Linked DNA regions of Ovis aries: region 2 is linked to region 1. The links are chromatin contacts, called in public Hi-C maps. All regions are on one chromosome and are shown on one strand. The core of a region is the stretch at or near the end of the contact, and the rest is flanking DNA. Distances in the headings are between cores, read along the strand shown.

The links. A called contact is a pair of places that touch in the nucleus more often than the background predicts.
Region 2: a Hi-C map of skin fibroblasts shows a contact between it and region 1, with 1.7 times the contacts expected there. The contact joins the enhancer-like site here to the promoter of PTBP3 in region 1. A contact is called at or near these places in 2 of 16 Hi-C or Micro-C datasets (blood and skin fibroblasts).

The regions. Positions count from the first base shown.
Region 1 is chr2:11,217,725-11,225,437 of ARS-UI_Ramb_v3.0, reverse strand. PTBP3 (polypyrimidine tract binding protein 3) reads right to left here and starts at 3,258. Exons shown (of 15, transcript XM_060408912.1): 1 at 3,109-3,258. It overlaps LOC114112783 (a long non-coding RNA gene), which reads left to right and starts at 3,584. Exons shown (of 2, transcript XR_006058562.1): 1 at 3,584-3,844; 2 at 4,249-6,992.
Region 2 is chr2:11,336,820-11,344,532 of ARS-UI_Ramb_v3.0, reverse strand. No RefSeq gene overlaps it. Among named protein-coding and RNA genes, the nearest start is that of SUSD1, 4.8 kb to the left of the region's middle. Within about 2 kb of position 4,877, at least 8 of the 54 cell types and tissues checked have an H3K27ac peak or open chromatin away from gene starts, as enhancers often do.

The DNA.
Region 1 (7,713 bases), core at 2,009-4,508:
AAAACCTACAGGTATACTAATGGTGGAGCTAAATAAAGACAAAAGATTATTACCATACGGAAAAACAGGTAATTTTATGAACAGGTGAGATGATTTCACCACTGGAAAAAAAATGCCAAAACTAAGATTTTTAAATGCTTATGGAAGGATATTAAAAGATTCCTACCTTTAAACCGACTGCTATAAGATCTGTAACAACACTGTATGGAAAAAGTAAAAAGAGAAAATGGAAAACAAAGTTAGAAACAAGTTTTTAAAAGACAGAGATAAGATAAAGAAAAAAGAAAAAGCATTATAATAAATAATAAAAATAAGAATGTGACAAGTTGTGAAATGTTAATACAAAGAAAAGCGATGGGACAGTCTAGCCAACAGAGTGTAAAAGCAAAGCTTTAACAGCCAATGTAAGAAACAAATAATAAATCAAATTCTTTTTCAGTATTTAGAAAAATAATTGTTTCAATAAATGAAAATGGGTTTATCCATTTACCTCTATTTAACAAATCCAGCCAAGCCTTATAATCACCAAAGTTCATTCTTTTAAATCACTGGCATGAGTAACCATACTTAAAGTTTTACCTGAAACAAAACCAGTGAGTGGATTTTATAGAAATAGAAAATATCTTGAAAATTTGCATCCACCACCCAAATGGCTCACCAAAATATAACTAAGACAGCCTTAGAACTAAAATAATTACAAACGTCAGCCTTCAGACATCAAAACTGTCAAAGATTTGCTTTTGAAAGAGTCCTACCGAATCATATCTGTGATCAAATTACCTCAAAGAGAAATGAACATACACACACATACACACACAGGGCAGCTGGCCTCTGAGGTGGAACTAGGAAGATATGTTGACTGGAGGTTTGCTGGTTTCTTAACTATCCAAAATAATGAAAAAGGACCTTTTTTCAGGCTATGGAAAAATGTAGAAATTTAATTAGCCTCCTGAAAGTATAAATTCACTGAGTTAAAAACCATATCCCTTAACATCAAGATGTAAAAAACCCTATATAGTTCTGCCAAACAAAAATCCATCTCTTCTAACCCAAAAGAAACTGTTTTCAATTAAGTTTGTCTCAATATCTTCTAAAAGAAAGCTCTAATAAAATTCTATATATTGTTAATAACCTATATCATTATTTAATAGAAGTAAACAAATTTATATTTGTCTAATGATGCAAATTTGTTTTAAACAATAACGATATAGATTAAAATTTTTTCTTATACACTTTGGAAACTCGAATTTGTTTTAAATTTAAATGTGATATCTCTGACATCTGTGGATAAAAAATTAGATTGTGTAAGGTATACCACAGTATTGGTCCGGATGCAAAGAGCATGCTCCTACTTGAACTCCCAAATGAACTTACCTTTCAGTATTTCTTATTGCCTCATATACTTAAACCAATAAACTCATTTTCAGTTTTCAAACCACATTTAGGAGGAAGAAAAAGTTAATTTCTTAAACACTACCCAAAAGAGTAAGTGTGCACTTCACAATTGCTCAAGAGTTTAACAGCGAAGATGCATAATCCAAGAGTCCTCTTTATAACACTGTAAAGTTTCCAATACAAAAAGCTAGGCTGCTTCCACGTCTCACGTTAAACCACTAGTCAAGACAATTCACTACACATAATGAAAATACCACTTTCACAGCCTTGCTCAAATGAAATACTGGCATACTCACACAAATAATTAAGATAGCAAAATTTTGCACTCATAGAAAGTGCAGTTGAAAAAAGGTGATGTAAAACGAGTTTTTAACAGTGCTCTCAGAAAAGCTTCAGTTAAACAATAAAAACAGCTTCAATTAAATCTTAAAAATACTTTAAAGGACATCACAATAAGCGAAATCTAAAATTGCATTTTGTCTAACGTCTGTAATACTGTGCAATCTGCATTCAAATATATTTATAGATTTATAAAACTAGGATAAATGAAATCTAATGAAGGCAAAAATTGTTCGAAGATCCTTTTACACAGGAAGATCTTTACACAGCACGACAACAATCAACTATATGGCAACATATACGTGATTTTACTGTACAAGCAAGTTCCATATATTCTACAACCAAGAGGTTTACAGAAATCTTGCCATCAAAATCGAGTAACAGGCCAACCAAAATCTCAAGTGCATAATGAAAATAAGTAAGTGGATCTGCAGGCTCTAAGAGAGCAGGAGATTTTTTTTTTTAACCTTGACAGACATATACTAGGATCTTCAACTAATTCACTAAGATCTAACCTAGTTATTTTCTTAATCATTCAAATATTGGTTTGGTCCCACCCAAGGAGTCCCCAGAGAAATATTTACACCGATGATCCTACATCTTTACTTTAGCCACAGATTTCATTCACTTTTAGAGCGTTTCAAACCGCCTGGAAAATCGCACTTTTTTTTTCTGCATACAGCGCAGGGAATTCACGAAGTTCCTTGGGGGCGGAGGTGGGGTTGGTAAAGGGACGCATCCCTGTTCACCGAGTCCAGACTCCCGGAGTACCGTAATCGTAACAAGCTCCCAGCACAAGCCCGGAGACCGCGTGGGGCCCCGGCTCCGGGACCGGGTCGCCGCCCAGACGTTTACCGGCGCGTGCCCTCGCCGTCCGCCACTCCGCGGCCACTCGTCTCCCCGCCAGGGGAAGCTCCAGCGCTCGCCCCACCTCACCGGTAAACACCAACTCCCCGAGCGGGAGGACGCCCGCCCCGAGCGCCGCCTCCGCCTCCCCCAGCGCCGCGCACCATTTTCTGAGAGGAAGTGTCGGGAGGCCGGGCCGGGCTCCCTCGACTCTCGGGCGGAGGGCGGACCTCGGAACCCGGGTCTGCCCCGGGCTTTCCGCCGCTTCCCGGGGCGAGGGTGTACAGAGGCGGCAGGACGGGGTAGGGGGGCGCCCCGAGGGGGAAAGAGAGGCTGCGGCGGACCGCCTCTCCGCGATGCGTGGCTCCCCAAAGGAGGCACCCGGAAGCCCCGCCGTCGGGCTCTGCCGGGGCCGCTCCTCTGGTCGCCGGCGCCGCGCCCGGCTTCCCAGCTCCGGCGCGTCCGGCCGAGAGCTGCGGAAAAGAGGACGAGCGCAGCCCGGTGACCGCCGCGCCGCCGAGCACTTACCCATCCATGGCCCAGACGGAGGCGAGCACAGTGCGGGGACTGACGGGCTCACCGCGAGCGGAGGAAGGAGGCGGCGGCAACAGGGCGGCTCCGGGAACCGGCAAACGGCGCCTCTCCTGAGCCCCGGCCGGTCGGAGGTGGAGAGAGAGTGGGAAACAGGGGCGGAGACCAGGGACGCTCCCGCCACCGCCGCGCCCCCGCCTTCCCCACCCCCCGAGCGCGTCCCCGCCTCGCCTCACCCCGCCCCTCAGCGTCGACGCCCTCCCTGGGCCCCGCCCTCAGCCGCTCTCCGGCTCGGCTCCAGGGCGCCCTCTTCCTGCTGCCTCCCTAGAGACCCCGCCTCCGGGTGCCCCGCCCCGGCGCGCGCCCCCCGCCCCCGCCGGCCTCCTTGCTCGCGGGAGCGCGCGCCTTGTGCTTCCCGCTTCGCCGCCCCCACCCCCCCCCCCACACCCCGCCCCGCGCCCCCGCGGGCTTCGCCTGCCTTCCGCCTCCTCCGCCCGGGGGCTCCCTAGCTTGGACACCTCCCTGTACCAGCGGGAAAAACGTTGGGGACCCGACTCCGGACAGTAGGTAGGAGTGTCCCGCGAGAGCCCCAGAACCGCCGCGAAATTGCCCCGGGTGGGCGAGACTGTCGGCTCGGCCCCGAGCACCGAGGCCAGGCGCCGTCTGTGGGCTTCCCCCGGCCTGGCAGCCCAGGGAAGCGCCGGTCGCCCGCCCGGTGACCCGCACCGGCTCGGTAGGTGAGGTTGGGATGAAGATGAAAGAGGTGAATGAGATTACCCCGAACTTGAGAATATACAGCTTTATTCTCTGAGTGCTCTTCCACTCAGTCTGGCATTGAATTTACAGGAAACATTCATTGCACTGTATGGAATGGCCACTATATTGGTAGCATTTTATAAAAGTTTCCACATTTTCCCTATTAAAAAAAAAACAACAACAACAGAAACCTATGAAAGAGTGCTTATTCTCGTTTTTCAGATGAAAATTTAGACGAGTGATTTGCCGACAGTTTGACACCCACAGAAACCCTTTCCTTTTAGTCTGAGCAAAATTATAAGAATATAAGTAGTGGCAACTCGGTTTTTTTCCCCTCATATTCTGTTTGGTTCTGAAATTGAATGATTTTTCGATTCACAGATCGCCCAAGACGTGAGCCACTGAACACTGTCCTCCACCAAATTCTTAACTTCCTGGGTAGAAAGAGGGGACAGCTCCTTCTCAGCCTCATTCGAAAAGCCAGTAACTACAAGCTCCATCATCTATCCTTGCTACTATCCTGCTTTTTAAAAAGTGGGTGCTACTGAAAAGACTTAAACTGTTGATTCACCCATCTTTTCAGTCAATATTTGTTGCTTACTATTTGCCAAGCACTGCAGGGCTGACCAAGAAAATCAGGTTCCAGTCTTGACGGTTGCTGCATTCCTCCCTTAGTTTATTATTTGTTTGTTGACAAAACACAATTTTTGAATACCTCAGGTATCTTATTAAGAAAGATCATTTTAAAAATACTGTTATCTAACCTAAATCGCACTTTTCAAAAGGTCAAATATGCTTTGATTCTTATGTTAAATCTAAATATGAAGTTGCAGTTGTAAACATTGCCACCCTACTTTGCCAGATGGGTATTAAAAATACCAGCAAGATAAGTAGCTGATGAGGTCTTCCTGTTGTTTGGGGAATATATTCTGTTGATAAAATTGCCTCAATTTTTTTTTAAGCTATGCAAGTAGTAATATACATACATGCTCATTTTGGAAAATTCAAAACAACTTTAAATATAAAAAGGTATTATTTCTCTTCACAAGCTACCCCCTTGCCCATGATAGCCACTTAACAGTTGTGCACCTTCCAACACCCTCACCATTTTTTCCTCTTTTCACTTAAAAATCTACTTAATTCTTTTTAATACTATTATTTCATGTGCCATAATTTTATTTAACCTTTTCCAAAATAGTGGAAATTTACATTGTTTCTAATTATTCAAAATAATTAACAGTACTGCAAAGAACATCATATATGTATGAGCATCTTTGCTTGTATGTGATTATATCAAGGAATAGATTCCTAGAAACAGAATTGGAGGACAAAAGGCATAAGCATTCTCAGATTTCATAAATATTGACAAAATGATTCCCAAAAGCGGAACCAATTTATACTTTTAGAAGTTGTATTTCTCTTAGCCAGTGCCTTATGATAGCTGACAGATTTCAGTATTAAAAAATAAATGTGAAGTCTGTCTCACACTCACTGTCCATAGTACCAAAAATAACTTTGAAAGGTCTCCAGTGTAAAGTGTACCTGACTGAAATGAACAGAACTGTATGGCGTTTCCTAAACCAGTCACATCCAGTTGTGCAACAGAAGCCTAGATAGTAAGAAGACAACTCAGGACAGAACACAAGGTGAAACCCTGGCCCCTCCCCTGCCTCTTGGCCATAAGTTTCAAAGATTTTTCATGGATTGAACGCCATAGGTTTGTGAGTTTCTCTGATTCAGAAACAATATATAGAATAGAATTTAGTTCTTCTATGACCACTTTTAGAATACTAGCTATTCCTATAATACGTATGGCATTAGAAAGCTGTGGCCTATAATATCAGCGTAAGTTTCTGAGTTTCTGGAACGATCAGATAATCACCCACGTGACCTGCCTTGACATAAAGAGCTATATGTTCTGTATACTGGATTCCTGATGATAACACAGTCTTTATTTGCTAATTGCTCTTTACTTTTGAAAAGTAAGACAGTTAAAATAATTTAGTTTAAATTTTCTAACACTTTACCTTCTTTTGTTTTTATTCTAATTTTTATTGTAAGAAATTGCCCTGAAACACCTTCATCTAATGAGACACTCCCTACCCCCTCCATTATGATGTTTGGGCGAAATGTAACCTTTGAACATTTGCCTTAAAACATTGCAATATGCAGTGGTAGTTAACATTTAACCAACATTATTACCCTGCTCATGACACTAGTGGTAAAGAAAGGGCCTCTCAGTGCAGGAGACGTATATAAGAGGCGTGAATTCGATGCCTGGGTGGGGAAGATGCCCTGGAGAAGGGCATGGCAGTCCTCTCCAGTACTCTTGCCTGGAGTATCCCATGGACAAAGCAGCCTGGCAGGCTGTGGTCCATGGGGTCACAGAGTCTGACATGACTGAAGCAACTTAGCACACACATGTTACCCTATTCATGTTTATAGGTAAGATTACTTAAGATAGAAAAATAATACCTAAGATAGAAAAATAAAAAGATCCCAATTTAAGTCAGAGATAAGACCAGCCATTTGATGAATCTAGGAGGGAGACATTTTAATATCATTTTATCCCCTGACAAATACAGAATCATAATTGCTAGCATATATACGCTAAAATACAAACATGAAATTATTCTGAGTGAAATAAAGCTAAACTTAAAAGCCTACAAACTGTATGATTCCATTTATATAACAGTCTCAAAATGACAAAATTACAGAGATAGACAACAGATTAGTGGTTGCCAAGGGTTAAGAAGGAGGATGGCAGGGTGGTGGTGATGGAAGATACATAAAGAGAAGGAGACAGGTGTGACTATAAGGGAGTATAGCAGGGGGGGTGTTTGTGGTGATGGTGCAAGTCCTGATTGTGAGGTTGACTGTACAAATCTACAGAATCTGATAATATTGCATCGGACTTTAGACACATACAGTGCATGTAAAACTAGTAAAATCTGAGTGAGATTTATGAATTGTACCAATGTCAATTTATTTTGTTACAATTATTAAGACATTACTGGTAGAAACTGGGTGAAGAGTTTCTGGGACCTCTTGGTACTTCTTTTAGAACTTACTGTGAATCTGTAATTATTTCAAAAATAAAAAAAAATTGCCAAGTGTTCCCTTAAGTACGTGTTATTTGTTCAATAGTTAATGCCAATAACAAACTTCAGAGGCTGAAGGAAACTGTATAGGTGTATAATTCATATTTTTCAGGTGCTGTTAACTTGGTAGTCAGACTAGGTTATAATAGCTGACACACACTGAATCTGACACTGCCCAATCTGTTGAACGATGAGCCTTCCTTCAAAGTCCTTCCCAACTGTGTGAGAAAGAGACTTGAAAGTGTTTCCCACATACTCACTGACCTCTCTGCCATCATGAGTTACGTCCATGTTCCTGAGCCCATCCTTGGCCCTGATGTAGTCATTTCCGTGTGAAGCTTAGTAAGACCAGTCCAGAGGACTTGAGCATTTGCGCTGAAGGTGCTGTCTTCAGTCCCTGACCAGTAGTGGCAGTTGCCAGCCCAAGTCGAAGTTGCTGTGGATTTTCAAGAATAATTTTCCTTTTGTCATACTATATCACCGAGGTCCCAGTGTCACTCAGAGTTTCTAATAAAACAGACCTTTCCATTTTTATTCTGAGAAAGTCCTTTGAGATTTAGGCATGAATCTGAGACAAGGCCAGAGAACAATTTGAGTGATAATCACTACCCTCTTTAAAGAATCATTGCCCTTAAGCACTGAGCCTTTGTCCTTAAAACTGGTACAATCTACTCTATACCCTGAGACTCTGGGTTCCCAACCAGGGGGTCTGCATTCAGTCCCTGGTAAGGAGACTAGATCCCAC
Region 2 (7,713 bases), core at 3,628-6,127, 120 kb before region 1:
TGGACTGTGGTGGACAAGCAAAGAGAAATTACAGATGTCACCGAAACTTTTGGTTTGGGCAGCTGGGTTGATGGCGTTGGGAGTCACTGAAATAGAAACACAAAGGGAGTTGTGGCAAGCTGGGGTAGGGAGAGGCTGGCTGCAGGGAAAGAAAAAATAAGTTCCAGGTTGAACGTTTTCAGCTTGAAGTGTCCGTTTTGAGGTGTCTGTGGAGCACCCCAAGAGCAGCGGCCCCCTCCACTTCCTCACCCATTTCCTCACCCATATCCTCACTGGCTTGCCTCTGTGCCGTGGGCCTGCTCTCACCCTAACCACCCAGGACCACAGGGTTCAACTTGCTGTGCAGCCTTAAAAAGAAGTGGTTAAAAATAAACTTCCTAGGCCCTTTGCATCAGGCTTCCTTGCTAATCATTCTTTGCTCAGCAAAGATAAGAGCCTGCTTTGGGGAGTACTATGGACAGGGCAAGTAGTGCAAGCTATCTCCTATTATTTAGACAGTGTCTTTAAGCTCCGCTCTCCATGAACTTTGAAATCATGTCATTGTTTCAATACCTCTTCTTCGGGCTCTTCCCTGGTGGCTCAGATGGGAAAGCGTCTGCCTACAATGTGGGAGACCTGGGTTTGATCCCTGGGTTGGGTCTGGAGAAGGAAATGGCAACCCACTCCAGTACTCTTGCCTGAAAAATCCTATGGAAAGAGGAGCCTGGTAGGCTACCGTCCATGGGGTCACAAAGAGTCGGACACGACTGAGTGACTTCACTCATACCTCTTCTTCTCTGCCATGCTCCCATGCCAAATAAATACATACATTTTAATACATTTGTGTACATCCGTTTATAAATGTGTGTATATGTATAGGTTATTGTGCTTGTGCTTAGTCACTCAGTCAGGTCCAACTCTTTGCAACTCCATGGGCTGTAAACCCCACCCCCCTTCTCCAGGCTCCTCTGTCCATGGAGATTCTCCAGGCAAGAATACTGGAGTGGGTTGCCATGCTTTCCTCCAGGGATCTTCCCAACCTAGGAATGAACCCCAGGTCTCCCACATTGCAAGCAGATTCTTTCCCATCTGAGCCACCAGGGAAGCCATATACATTTTTAATTGGTAATGTCAGGGAAAAAATATCCAAGACTTGGAAATGGACAACAGATTACTGGGTGTCTTTTCAATGGGGTGCTAGGTGTTGTGCAGTAGCCCTTCTGAAGATTATTTTATTCTAGAGGGTTGTGCACCATTTGGGGTTTTTAAAATATTTTTTTAAATCTTTTGGCTGAGTCTCGTGGCATGTAAAATCTTAGCTCCCCAAACCTGTGTCTCCTGAATTGGAAGCTTGGAGTCTCTCTAAATTTTGAAAATTTTATGTTAGTACAATACATGATGCACTTATATCCTACATTAGATTGTGTGATTTTTTGTTTTCAAACAAATATTTTTGTAAAAACAAACTACATCCTACCCAATGGTAAGTTCATGGAGTCACACAATGAAAAATTATCTTATCAGTACTTGTCGCTAGAATTAAAAGAGAATATTGAACCAGTGTTAATTAAATTTGGCAGTGAGATTATTACCAAGAAAATATTTAGCTTAAGAAAAATGTTCTTTTTTAAGGGAGCACAGTCAGTACACCACTGTCTTTTAAAAGAGAATTTACAGAGAACCTTTTTTTTCCCATGATATCAAGATTTTAATGACTTCATCAAAGAAAAAAATGACTTTTGGTTTCAACATGGCATCATAAATTCTGAAAGAGTGCTCTCTCCTATCTCCTAAATCCCAGTAAAATATTAAATGTCCAGAGAGATACACACCCGATTAAGTATGCAGCAGTGCTTTCAAACAGGGAAAAATGACATCAGTAAACCAGACAGCTTTGAAAACTGTGTTGGATTAGATTTGCCACATGGCTTCCACAAAAATGTCCACTAAAAGAGATGAGAGAAAAAATTTTGAAATTATATGCATAGCTTTTGTACATATAACATAATGTACAGATATTACAATATTTTCAAATTTGCTCCAGTACCAATGTGTAAGAATTGTTGAAAAAAATGAAAAGTACACTTTTTCCTAGTTCAAAGCATTTTATCTTCCTCATCTGTGTACATATTGTTCACTATAATCTGCTCCTTCTTCGTGCTTCAGGCCACCAAATGCTAGTTTCCTGGCTCTCCAAAAAAACTACCATTTTCCACACTTAAAAAAAAACTTTAAACTTCTCTTTTAAGAGTTTTTTATAGTAATTTACTCATCAGTGAGCCTTCATATGATTAATAAAATATTTAAATCCTACCTAAAATATTGAGGTTTACTGACCAATATTGTGGAAGTGATTTTAAGGGACATCAAGCAGTCTTGTATAAATAATCCAGACAGCTTCCTGACTTATTCCTATTTCCCATCATCGAAGTCTAAGAAATACTGAAGTCTATTTTAATACATCTTGCTACATAATCAAAACATTCGGTGACAACAAAGAATGCCCATGTTCACAGCATTATTATTCACATGAGCCAGAGGATGGAAGCAATCCAAATATCCATGCAAGGATGGGTGGATAAACAAAATGTAGTGGAGACATACAATGGAATATTATTTGACCTTAAAATGAAAGTAGGGACTTCCTTGGCCATCCAGTGGTTAAGACTTTGCCTTCCAATGCAGGGAATAAGGCTTTGATCCCCGGTGGAGGAACTAAGATCCCACATGGCTGAAGTTTTGGCAAAATAATAATAATAAGATTTTTAAAAAATGAAGCAGAAGCAATATTGTAAAAAATTCAATAACGACTTTAAAAAATGGTCCACGTTAAAAAAAAATCTTAAGAAAAAGGAAGTAAATTCTGACACATGCTACACTGTAGATGAAACTTGAGGATATTATGCTAAGTGAAATAAGCCAGTTAAAGAAGGGTAAGTACTATAAGTTTCCACTTATATAAGGTGGAAAACTCATAGAGACAGAAGTAGAAGGAGTTTGGAGAAGAGGGAAATGGGAAGCTGATGTTTAATTAGTAGAGAGTTTCACTTTTGCAAGATGGAAAATTCTGGGGGTGGATGGTGGTGATGGTTGCAGACAAGATGAATGTATTTAATGCCACTGAGCTGCACATTTAAACATGATGAAAATGATTTTTGAAAGTCAATCAGAAAAAAAAGGTAGGTACCTATTTTTATTTTACCAGGCAGGCACTAACATATAGGACTCCCCACATTAACTTTGGATCTTGACAAATCAGAATTATAGGAAAGGTCCCTTGGAAAGCCCCATCCCCCAATCCCTGAGACATAAATGGATGGGATTCCTAGAGAGCCCTGAGTGGCCTGTGAGGCAGGCAGGAATGTGGAGAGGAGAAGTCTGGGCAAATAGAAAGTGAACACTGGCCCTAGTATCTCTAGCATTTCCCCCCCTGGCTGCTCTTCAGTGTGTCTCCTTACAATATAAAGTTTGGTGTTTGCCTGGTGGGTTCTCATCCCGACATGACACAGAGCCAGAAGGAGAAGGGAGACAGGGAGGCTGGATACCAAATATCTTAGAACTTTCCTGGAAAAATCCCTTGCTTGGTCATCACACTCCTAACCAGAAATGACTTACTGCTTTTTTCCAGAGGCTGGCTTGGGAATACTAGCAGGCTTGCAAATTGTAAATAAATTGCTTATCTGTGGATATTTCGGGAATGGTTTGAATATGTAACTGTAATGAGTTTGATAAGCTTCGGTGTTGAACTTATTGCTTGAAGTTGGCATTAACTTGCAAATGATTTAAATATTTGAAGCCTCTGATATATTACGCTGGTTGAAAAACTGTGAGTGCTTGAAAACGATAAAAGTGAGCCCCCTCTGTAACACCACATTCCACGGTCACAGACATTGGTCACACACATCTATCCCTAGCTGACGTGACCTCTGAGAACACCGCCAGGCTACCTGTAAGAGGCCACGTTGACCCTCCCAGGATGGAGTCAACCTCTTAAGCAGATTTGTCCAGACCTATAGCAGGAACCTGTCTCTATGGAGAAAAGCCCTGCTGATGACCGTCTCTAAGTCAAGTGCAGGTAAACTTGTCATTCTTAAAATCTCAATGACTCTCAGACACTTCATTGCGATGGGAGAAAGAGCAAGCGAGATTATCCTGCCTTCCTCCACACGCCTCTCCCTCCCCCGAACACACACACAAACCAAACATCCTACCTGCAGTCAGTTTGTGGAGCTTGGGCAACAAATAGACTATTGGCTGTTACATCTGACTGCTAGAAGCCATCCGGACACCGGGGTTCTCAGAATTGCACTGGCGAGTGCACTCTGATAGAAGATTTGGCATTTTTAAAAAATGTGGACCATTTTTAAAGTCTTTATTGAGTTTGTTACACTATCGCTTCCGTTTTATGTTTTGGTTTTTGGCCTCAAGATGTGAGATCTTAATTCCTCAACCAGGCATCCGACCTGCACCTCCTGCATTGGAAGGCAAAGTCTTAACCACTGGATCGCCAGGGAAGGCCCTGGAAGATGTGGATTTAGAAGCAAACTTCAGACATTCCAGCTGAAGTTCAGAAAGCAGCTGGCATAGGATTGGCCCGTCCTTGCCCCTTGGTAGCAGGGGTAACACCAAGCAAGACTAGGGCTCTGTGTCCCATTCTCTCTCTCTCTCTCTCTCTCTCTCTCACACACACACACACACACACACACACAGAGTCACCTGCCTCACAAGAGGAAGCCTCAGCTGTTGGTATGTTTGTTCCACAAACCCCAAAAGGAAGCCTGCTGACAGCCCATTTCCGGACCAAGAATCGGCCTGAGGACCCTTGCAGGCACCCACAGCCCTGAGAAGTGGGGTGCATCTAACCATGACTGACACAATTGCTGAGGAAGCTCACAACAACTCTGAAGGCTGATGGAGCTACGCCTTGCTTAATGAGAACTGCCAACAGTGAAGACCCATCACTGACCTTAGCAAATAGTACAATCTTTAAAAGAGAAATACTGTACTCAATTATTTCACAATGGGCTTAGCCACAGGTTTTACTGATTTCTTTGCTAACTGCTGAGTTTTGTGCCCTGTGGCTTCCTATTTCACCCTCCTGCTCCTCCTCTTCCTCCTTCTTCTTCAGCTTCTAGTACATCTGAGTATCTTTTTCAGAAAGGGTTCCTGGATGGTAAACTTTCAGAATGTTTGCATGTCCAAATATATCTTGATTTTTGTTCCCATCATTTATTTCCTTAAAGATTAACTGAGTTGAGAATTCTGAATTCACAATAATTAAATGATAGGGTAACAGCATCTAGAAGCTGGGTTCAAAAGAATCTTTCCTTAGAATTCTGTCTTCTGTATTAGCGTTGCTGATGAGAACCACAGACTGATTTGATTCCTTCCAAGTAATGTGTCTCTCGTGCTGCTCAACCCAAGCTTTGGGGGTTTTCTGTCTAACCTTGGAATTCAGAAATTTCATGAAGATGTAGTTTTTCATCATTCTTGCCCAGCACTCATTGAACCCTTTCAATTTGTAGATTTGAGCCTTTCTTGGGCTTCCCTAGTTGCTCAGACGGTAAAGTGTCTGTCTACAATGCGGGAGACCTGGGTTCGATCCCTGGGTTGGGAAGATCCCCTGGAGAAGGAAATGGCAATCCACTCCAAGACTATTGCCTGGAAAATCCCATGGACAGAGGAACCTGGTAGGCTACAGGCCATGGGGTCACAAAGAGTCGGACACGACTGAGTGACTTCACTTTTCAGCAGAGAAATTTTTTTCCTTTTGATTCATTGATTCTTTTGTTCTCTTGATTCTATTTATCTCTTGTGGAATGTATGGTAGACAGCGTCTAAAAGTTTGCCTATAGCTTCCGTGGCTCAGTATTTATTTTATTCTCATCATCTTCTTTGTGTTTATTCACTGAATATGGAAGACAGCTCTAACACAGTCTTTCTGTTCACAATTTGGTTTTCATTCATCCCTATCCGTTGAAATACTTTTTTTATTTCTGCATTCATGTTTTTCCCAAGCATGAATTTCCAAGAACTCTTTCTTTTTATAGAATGCCTTTATTTCTGTAAATGGCACTTCCTGACTTCCTCAAGTATACCAACTACCATATTCTAACTTTCTTTTTTTGGCCATGCCCTCATGACATGTAGGATCTGGGTTCCCTGACCAGGGATCAAATCTGTGCCACCTGCAGTGAAATCTCAGAGTTTTAACCACTGGACTGCCAGGGAAGTCCCCAAACTATGGTATTTTAAAGTTCTTTCCTTTCTTGATTAACACTTTTCATCAGCAGGTCCTTTGTTTATTTTTAGCATTGGATGACACTTCTGTTGTTTTTCCTCTGTTTCATGCTTTTTGAATGCCCGTTAGTTTTCACATCAGAGTTTCATCTGTTTAGAATAAGAAGATCGGATATGTTTCCCAAGGCCAGGTGAGAATCCCTGCTTTCTTAAGCGTAAATAGAGATTTGGTTTCAGTGGTCCTAGCTCTAATGGTTTTGAGGGTGGAAGGGAAATAGTGTACACTGGCTACTTTCTCTGGCTCCAGTGCCTTCTCTGGGAGCCTCAGGTATCATAACTCTCATCTTTGGTAAAAAAATAAGCTTTACTTAAAATTTTCACTTGGGGGAAAAAATCCAGGATCTACCACTTCTAAGGCAGAGAATGGGTGCAAATGTTTGCAGCTCATGAATTAATTACCAGCTCACCATCCATGGGGTCACAGAGTTGGACACGACTGAAGCGACTTGGCAGCAGCAGCAGCAGTTCCTTCTCCGTGCCCCTGATATCTCTGAACTTGAGGTTGTTCTAGTGTTTCAAATAGAAAGGTCACTTTTTTGAAGAGCCTCTCTTTCTGCTTTCGTGGGTTGTAGGTGAATTGGCTCTTTCACACATTTATTAATCTGATCACAATCAGCTTTATATCTTACACAAATAACCTCTATTTTGGTGCTCTGGATTTCCAGTTCCACTTTTAGGTGATTCTGTCTTATTTTTTCCTGTTTTTGTTGTTTTTTTTTTTAAAAACTCAAGTATACTTTACATGGGATTCCCAGGTGGCACAGTAGTAAAAAATCCATTTGCCGATGCAGGAGAGGCAGGAATCGCAGGTTTGATCCTTGGGTTGGGAAGATTTCCTGGAGTAGGAAATGGCAGCCCACGCTAGTATTTTTGCCTGGAAAATTCCATGGACGGAGGAGCCTGGTGAGCAATAGTCTATGGAGTCGCAAAGAGTCAGACATGACTGGAGTGACTGCATACACACATAATTTACATACAGTGAAATCCACAAATATTACGTATACATTTCTACTTCCAAAGTTTCCCTGTAAGTGACTTTTCAGCATTTAATTGCCTGTCCTCCCCATTAGACTCAAGGCTGTGAATGCCATGTTAACCAGCTATCCTTATATCTGGAACAACTCTTGGTACCCAGCAAGTATTCTACATGTTGGAAGAAGGAAGGAAGATTGGAGTCAGTCACTGTCTGTCCTCAGTTGCCAGTGGGTGTTAATATTCAGCTCAGCTACTCATCCTTGGAGGAAGCCAGTGCAGACAATCCTCAGATTAGTCACCTCCCTACATGTCTCATTTCCTGTTCATTCAAGGGCTCCAAGGCTCCTGGTTGATCTATCCCCAGGTGACTGTCTCCCACAGTGACTGTCTCCTGGGCTCTGATGTCACCCCACGTTGTACTGACTTGCTCCCACAGTGGTTTTCAAATGGATATGAGTG